Regions from separate parts of the Macaca mulatta genome. Here region 2 is linked to region 1. A link is a contact called in public Hi-C data. All regions are on one chromosome and are shown on one strand. The core of a region is the stretch at or near the end of the contact, and the rest is flanking DNA. Distances in the headings are between cores, read along the strand shown.

What was found. Hi-C and Micro-C count contacts between places; a contact is called where the count stands out from the background.
Region 2: a Hi-C map of fetal cortical plate shows a contact between it and region 1, with 2.7 times the contacts expected there. The contact joins the promoter of ATPAF2 here to the enhancer-like site in region 1. A contact is called at or near these places in 3 of 14 Hi-C or Micro-C datasets (fetal cortex germinal zone, fetal cortical plate and liver).

Annotation. Positions count from the first base shown.
Region 1 is chr16:19,368,099-19,370,798 of T2T-MMU8v2.0, forward strand. It overlaps RAI1 (retinoic acid induced 1), which reads left to right. Exons shown (of 6, transcript XM_001091010.5): 5 at 251-300; 6 at 807-2,282. The coding sequence ends at 821. Among named protein-coding and RNA genes, the nearest start is that of MIR33B, 3.4 kb to the right of the region's middle. Within about 2 kb of position 1,438, at least 8 of the 40 cell types and tissues checked have an H3K27ac peak or open chromatin away from gene starts, as enhancers often do. A contact at or near this core is called in fetal cortical plate, where this site is marked.
Region 2 is chr16:19,606,631-19,609,330 of T2T-MMU8v2.0, forward strand. ATPAF2 (ATP synthase mitochondrial F1 complex assembly factor 2) reads right to left here and starts at 1,312. Exons shown (of 8, transcript NM_001257951.1): 1 at 1,027-1,312. The coding sequence starts at 1,159. It overlaps GID4 (GID complex subunit 4 homolog), which reads left to right and starts at 1,438. Exons shown (of 7, transcript NM_001193962.2): 1 at 1,438-2,037. The coding sequence starts at 1,600.

The DNA.
Region 1 (2,700 bases), core at 188-2,687:
CTCGTGGAACTCAGCGGGAAAAGCTCAGTGGAGGAGGTGAGGTGAGTCAAGACCGCCAGACCAGGAGCCTCACCCGCGCCGTGGAGTGGAGTGTGGAGGGTTTTGTGCAGGATCTGATTAACTCTTGGAAAAGAGCCCCTGCAGTCTAGAGCGGCGCGGGCAGTGCGGCTCCCCTCCTGGCGGCCGACAAAACCCCACAGCTGTGAGCCTCCACCCCGTCCTAACCACCGAAACTTCTCTTTGGTCACAGGTTGCATATTCATCGAAGAGAACTTTTCTTTGAAATGTCCCAAACATAAGGTAGGGGACCACAGTGTTTTGTGGGGGGAGGGGTGTCAAGCGGGAGACGAGCCCCACCTCGCACCTCCTTCACAGTCCGCCGCCCCTTGGCTGCGCAGCCCCGCAGGGCCCAGCCCGAGAGGGAGGGAGCTCTCCCCGCCCACCCCAGGAGCCCCCGCTGCCGTCCGGCTCAGGTCCCCGTCCACTTGCGCGATGCCGCCGCAGCCGCCGAAAACCCGCCGGCGTCGGGGCATGGGCAGCCAGGGGCTGAAGGGCGTCCCTGGGACGGCCTCCCCGCAGCTCCCCAAGATAGGTGACAGAGTGGAGCAGGCGGGGGCGCGGGACGGTGGCACGGAGGTAAAGGTGAAGGTGGATGGGGTGGGGCCGACGGCTTCGGGCGGAGACCCCAGCCGCGCTCTAGCGTCGCCTGGGTCGGGGGCCTGGGGGGCGGGCCCACACCGGGGGCGGGGCCTGTGGCCTTTGAGGTCCGCGGTCGTGGGTAACGGGTGGGCGGGCGTCTTTTGCAGAGGCTGCCGTTGTAATCCACCCCAACGGCCGGAGGAGCCGCCGGAGCCCGCCTGCCCGCCCGCCGCCGAAGGAGAGGAGCCGCCTGCGCAGCCCCCGGGCCTTTGAGCTGCTCCCAGTGCGGGTCCAGAGCCGATCCTTGATCCGGGTCCCGGATCGTGGATCCGGCCGCCTAGGGCTCAGACTTGCGGCCCCGGGTTGGGAGGAAAACCCGTTCCGGAGCCGCCTGCTCCCGGAACCGGACGGCACAGGGCGTTCTTGCCCACCCCAGGGGCCAGGCTTGCGGAGGGGGAGCCCGCGGAGCGGCCAGACTCCCCGGGGCGCTCAGCCTCCGGCGAGGGTGCGAGACGGCTTTGGCCTGGGGACGCTTTTCCCCTCTGGAATCTCAAGACGACGTGGCACACATTCCACGTGGGTGCTGTCGCCACCCCAGTCGGTCGTGGCGTGCAGCTGGGAGCCCTGGGCTTGGGGGTGGGGGTCGAAACAGTTCTGGAAGAGGCGGAGGGCGGCTCCTGGCTCCGTGGACTAGGCGGGGGAGAAAGGAAGCCTTTCTAAGAGCGGGCTAGGCAGGCGCTGGAGGGACCTGAGCCTTTGGAACAAACCGTGCGGAACGTTTCCAGGGGCCTTTCCGCCCAGCCTTTGCCAGATCTGTCGTGCGTTTCGGGCAAAGCCGGGGTAGACCTGGGCTGTGCTCAGTTAGGGGTTGCGGGCTCTCCGAGAGGTTGTGGGCGGGACTGGGACACCCTTTGGCCTCTGTTCGTCCCCTTTCCAGTCCACCCCACCCCTGGAGCCCAGCCTGGGAGCGCAAAACCCAAGAAGCGGCCAGAACGCACCTTCGGCGGACGCGCGACCGTTGTGCACCACCAGGGACCGCCGCGCCCACTCTGCACGGGAGCAGGGACAGCGCTAGATTCGTGTACAAAACCTGTGTACCCCTCTATATATATGTTACATAGAATGTATATATGTTGGGAACATGCTCGCTTCTCCCGTGTGTCGCCGCCGTGCGTCGTGCGCCCGCAGCAGAGCCCCAACCGGGCCTTTGCCGGGTAGGGGGCTACCACGACGCCCCTTGCCCACGCAGCCACCACCGGCCCGGGCCAGTCCCTGCCAGTCCGTCTGCCTGTCCGTCCGTGTCCTCAGCTCTGTCCACGCTTCGATAGGCCTGATGCAGCCCCCAGCCCAGGGCCGCCCTAGCAACTTCCTGTACATATGACTGTAAAATGGTAAACGTGTGTATTATATCTGGCCTCGTTATATAGTGTATATATATGTATACATATACATATATATAATATATATGAAGACTGTAAATGTTAAGACGACTAGTGTTCTTATTAGTATATTGCTTCACACTGAAGATTGTGTGTATCGAGCTGTTTCTAAAAGATGTTTATTTTCCTTAAGAGTAAAAAACAGTCATTGCATTCAGAAAAAAAAAAAAAAGTCAATAAAGATACAACGATTGTTTTGGAAAATCTGCAGCCCGTGGATTCCGACCAGATTCAGCTGGGAGCCGGGCCAGTGTTTAGGTTGGGGAATGGGAATGAAGGGAGGGGCTCAGGGGGGCATGAATGGAGTCAGGGAGCCCGCCCTTCACAGAACAGGAAACCTCTCCGCGCCTGTGCCCCCTCTCCAGTGTGGCGGCGGGTCGGGAGGGAGGAGGCTTCTTTGCTGTGAGAGGACCAGGGGCTAGGATGGGGGCAGGTGAGACGTGCCAGACTTGCAGGGAGACCCAAGCTGTAGCTCCTGTCATACAACAAACAGGTCCTGGAGGACAGTCCATCCTCCTCCCATGCCACCCAGGGACCTGATGGGGACACAGCTGGGAGGAGAGAAGGGACAACTGACCCCATCGAGGCCCTAAGGGTTGACAGCCCAAACGTGCCCTGGGAA
Region 2 (2,700 bases), core at 62-2,561, 240 kb after region 1:
AAAAGTCCCTCATATCTTGCTGTCACCCTGGACATGTTCTAGATACCCAACACTCTCCCACCTTCTTGCTGAACTCCTACTCATCTATCATGGCTCAGCTTAAATGCCCTTTCACCCAAGACCCATTCTAAACCCTGAACAGCCCCAAGACGGGAGCAGGTGATTCTCCGTGTTTTCACAGCTTCTTTGTATGTCCCTTATCAGGATATTATACCCTTTGCACTCAACAGTGAACATCATTCAGGTGGGTCTTTTTCTTCTTTAACTGAGCTTCTCTACCAATACATACAGGTGGGTCTTAAAGACTACCGTGTCTCCTGCCTCCAGCACTATAAAACTAATTGAATGGTGGGAGGGTGTTACTGCTTTTCATTCACTGAAATGAATCATTCTCACTCTTACCCTAACACCACTCACCATCAGCAATGAAAGAACCACTACGTCTGAGCTTCATCAGAGTTGGAGGTGGAGGTGACTCCACAGTCAAAGGTGGAGATGTCAATTTCTATTTAGCAGAGAAGGCTGCAGATGGCAGAGGTTGTGGTAGGAGGGAAAGTCAGGAAACCTGCAGCTGAAGTGCCCAGGATGGAGGAATGAAGGTCTAGGTTCTAGGTCCCTTCTGTGCAGGTATTGTGTTGGGCAGTGGAGACACGGAAAGCAGTCAGACACCTCAAATCTCTGAGACAGTCTGTCTGTAACCTAGGCGAAGTCCTGATTCAGAGCCCAAACTTCCCCTTTTGAAAACAAGGATGACACCTTATTTCCTAGGGAGGGCAGCCATAAGCTTTGAGAAAAGCTGCACAGGCCAAATATCAATTACTGTATCGTGCGTCACTCGCTGTTCCCTCTCGGGTCGTCTGCCCTTGTCTGGGCTTCACTTTCTCATCTGTAAAAAGACTTGACCGGCTTGCATAACCTCATGAGCCTGAACCCTGCCTCAGTCACCTCGCTTTGCATAGCCGAAGCCCGAAGCCCACCTTACCCCAGCTCGGCCCCTACCCAAAAGAGAACGTGTCATAGTCTTACCTGTCGGCGGGGCGTAAGCCCGGGCTGGAGACGGGATGGTTGGCCCCGGACTCATAGAAGCGCAGGGACCACCCGCAGGCCGATTCAGGAGACGGCGTCCCCCGTCCCGCAGCCGGAGGCAGCTCCTCCACATCGCGCCCGAGGGTCTGGGAAGATGCGCGACGCGAAACCTGGAGCAGGAAACACAGAGCGAAGGGACCCCCAAAACCGCACGTTCGGGCTGTACGGAAACCTCTCACCGCTTCCTCAAAGCCCTCAGCCTCCCTTGGACGCCGCCATCTTCCGCATGACACCAACGGCGCGCCGTCGCCTTCGCAAACCTCCTGCGCACACCCCCAGTCAATCAGCATCACAAACGCACCTCGCCCCGCCCCCTCCACGCCGCGCCTCGGCGAGGAGACTACAAGTCCCAGCGGGCCGCTCGCGCACCCCGCCACGTGTTTTCTCCTCCCGCCAATGGGCGGAAGCGCCGCGTGAGCCTGCTCCCGCCCCCGAGGCTCGCCCGAGCCAATCGGAAGGGGCGGGGTGTGTGTGTGCGTGTGTGAGTGTGTCTGTGAGTGTCTCTGTGTGTGTATGTGTGCGCGAGGGCAAGTCGGGAGGGGGACCCAGCTCAGGACTGGGAGGCCCTGCTCGCAGGTCCCTGGGTCCCGGTGGCGGCCAGAGCGCTTGGTCCGCAGGCAGCGGGCGGGTGGTCGCCCCTCCCGCCCCCACCCCGCGCGTGCGCGCCCCGGCCTCTCCCTCCCCGCCACCCTCCTCGGCTCCCGCGCGGCGGCGGCGGTTCCTCTCCCACTCCCCCCAGCCCTGGCTCCGGGGGACCCCGCGATGCCCGTCCGCACCGAGTGTCCCCCGCCGGCCGGTGCCTCGGCTGCCTCCGCGGCCTCACTCATCCCGCCGCCGCCCATCAACACCCAGCAGCCCGGCGTGGCCACCAGTCTGCTCTACAGCGGCTCCAAGTTCCGCGGCCACCAGAAGAGCAAGGGGAACTCGTACGACGTAGAGGTGGTGCTGCAGGTGAGCGCCGGGCCGGGCCGGGGCCCGAGGGCCTCCTCGCGGCGCTCACGGGCCGTGCCCGCCTCGGCTCCTCGAGCCCGCAGCCGCGGAACAGGCCCTCGCCGCCGGGGCCTCCTGCACCCGGCGCTTCCCACCCGGGACCTGCCCAGCCTGTGTCTCACACTCTCCGAGCCCCAGCCCTGACCTGCCCCTTCGGACCCGGAGCCCGTCGTGACCGGCTCCCGGCGGACCCCGAACACTCCCAGACTTGAAGCCCGTGACCGGCCCGTCTGGGATCCGGAAGCCCCTCATGACTAGGGAAAGGCCTGGGTCCTTCCTCCCCATGACCTGTCGTCCCTAGATCAGGGACTGCCACCAGCCCTTTTCAGACCCTGAAGCACTCTCCATTGGTTTCACCAGACTCGGGACCCTCCCCGTGTCTGGGCCCATGTCAGATTCTCTCAGACCTGAGACATGCCCTCCCGCCCCTTCCTCAGTCCCAGGAATCCGCAGACCCTGGGGTCTTCCTGCTCCTGAGATCTCCTTAGGAGGGCTTCATCAGACCCCCAGACGGGGGAGCGCCTAACCCACAACTGACTGGTCAGGCCCTGGCCCCACCTCAAGACCAGGCACTCACTCCCTGAGTGCCGCTCACAGTCTGCTGGGATGTTGCCTCCTGGGTCC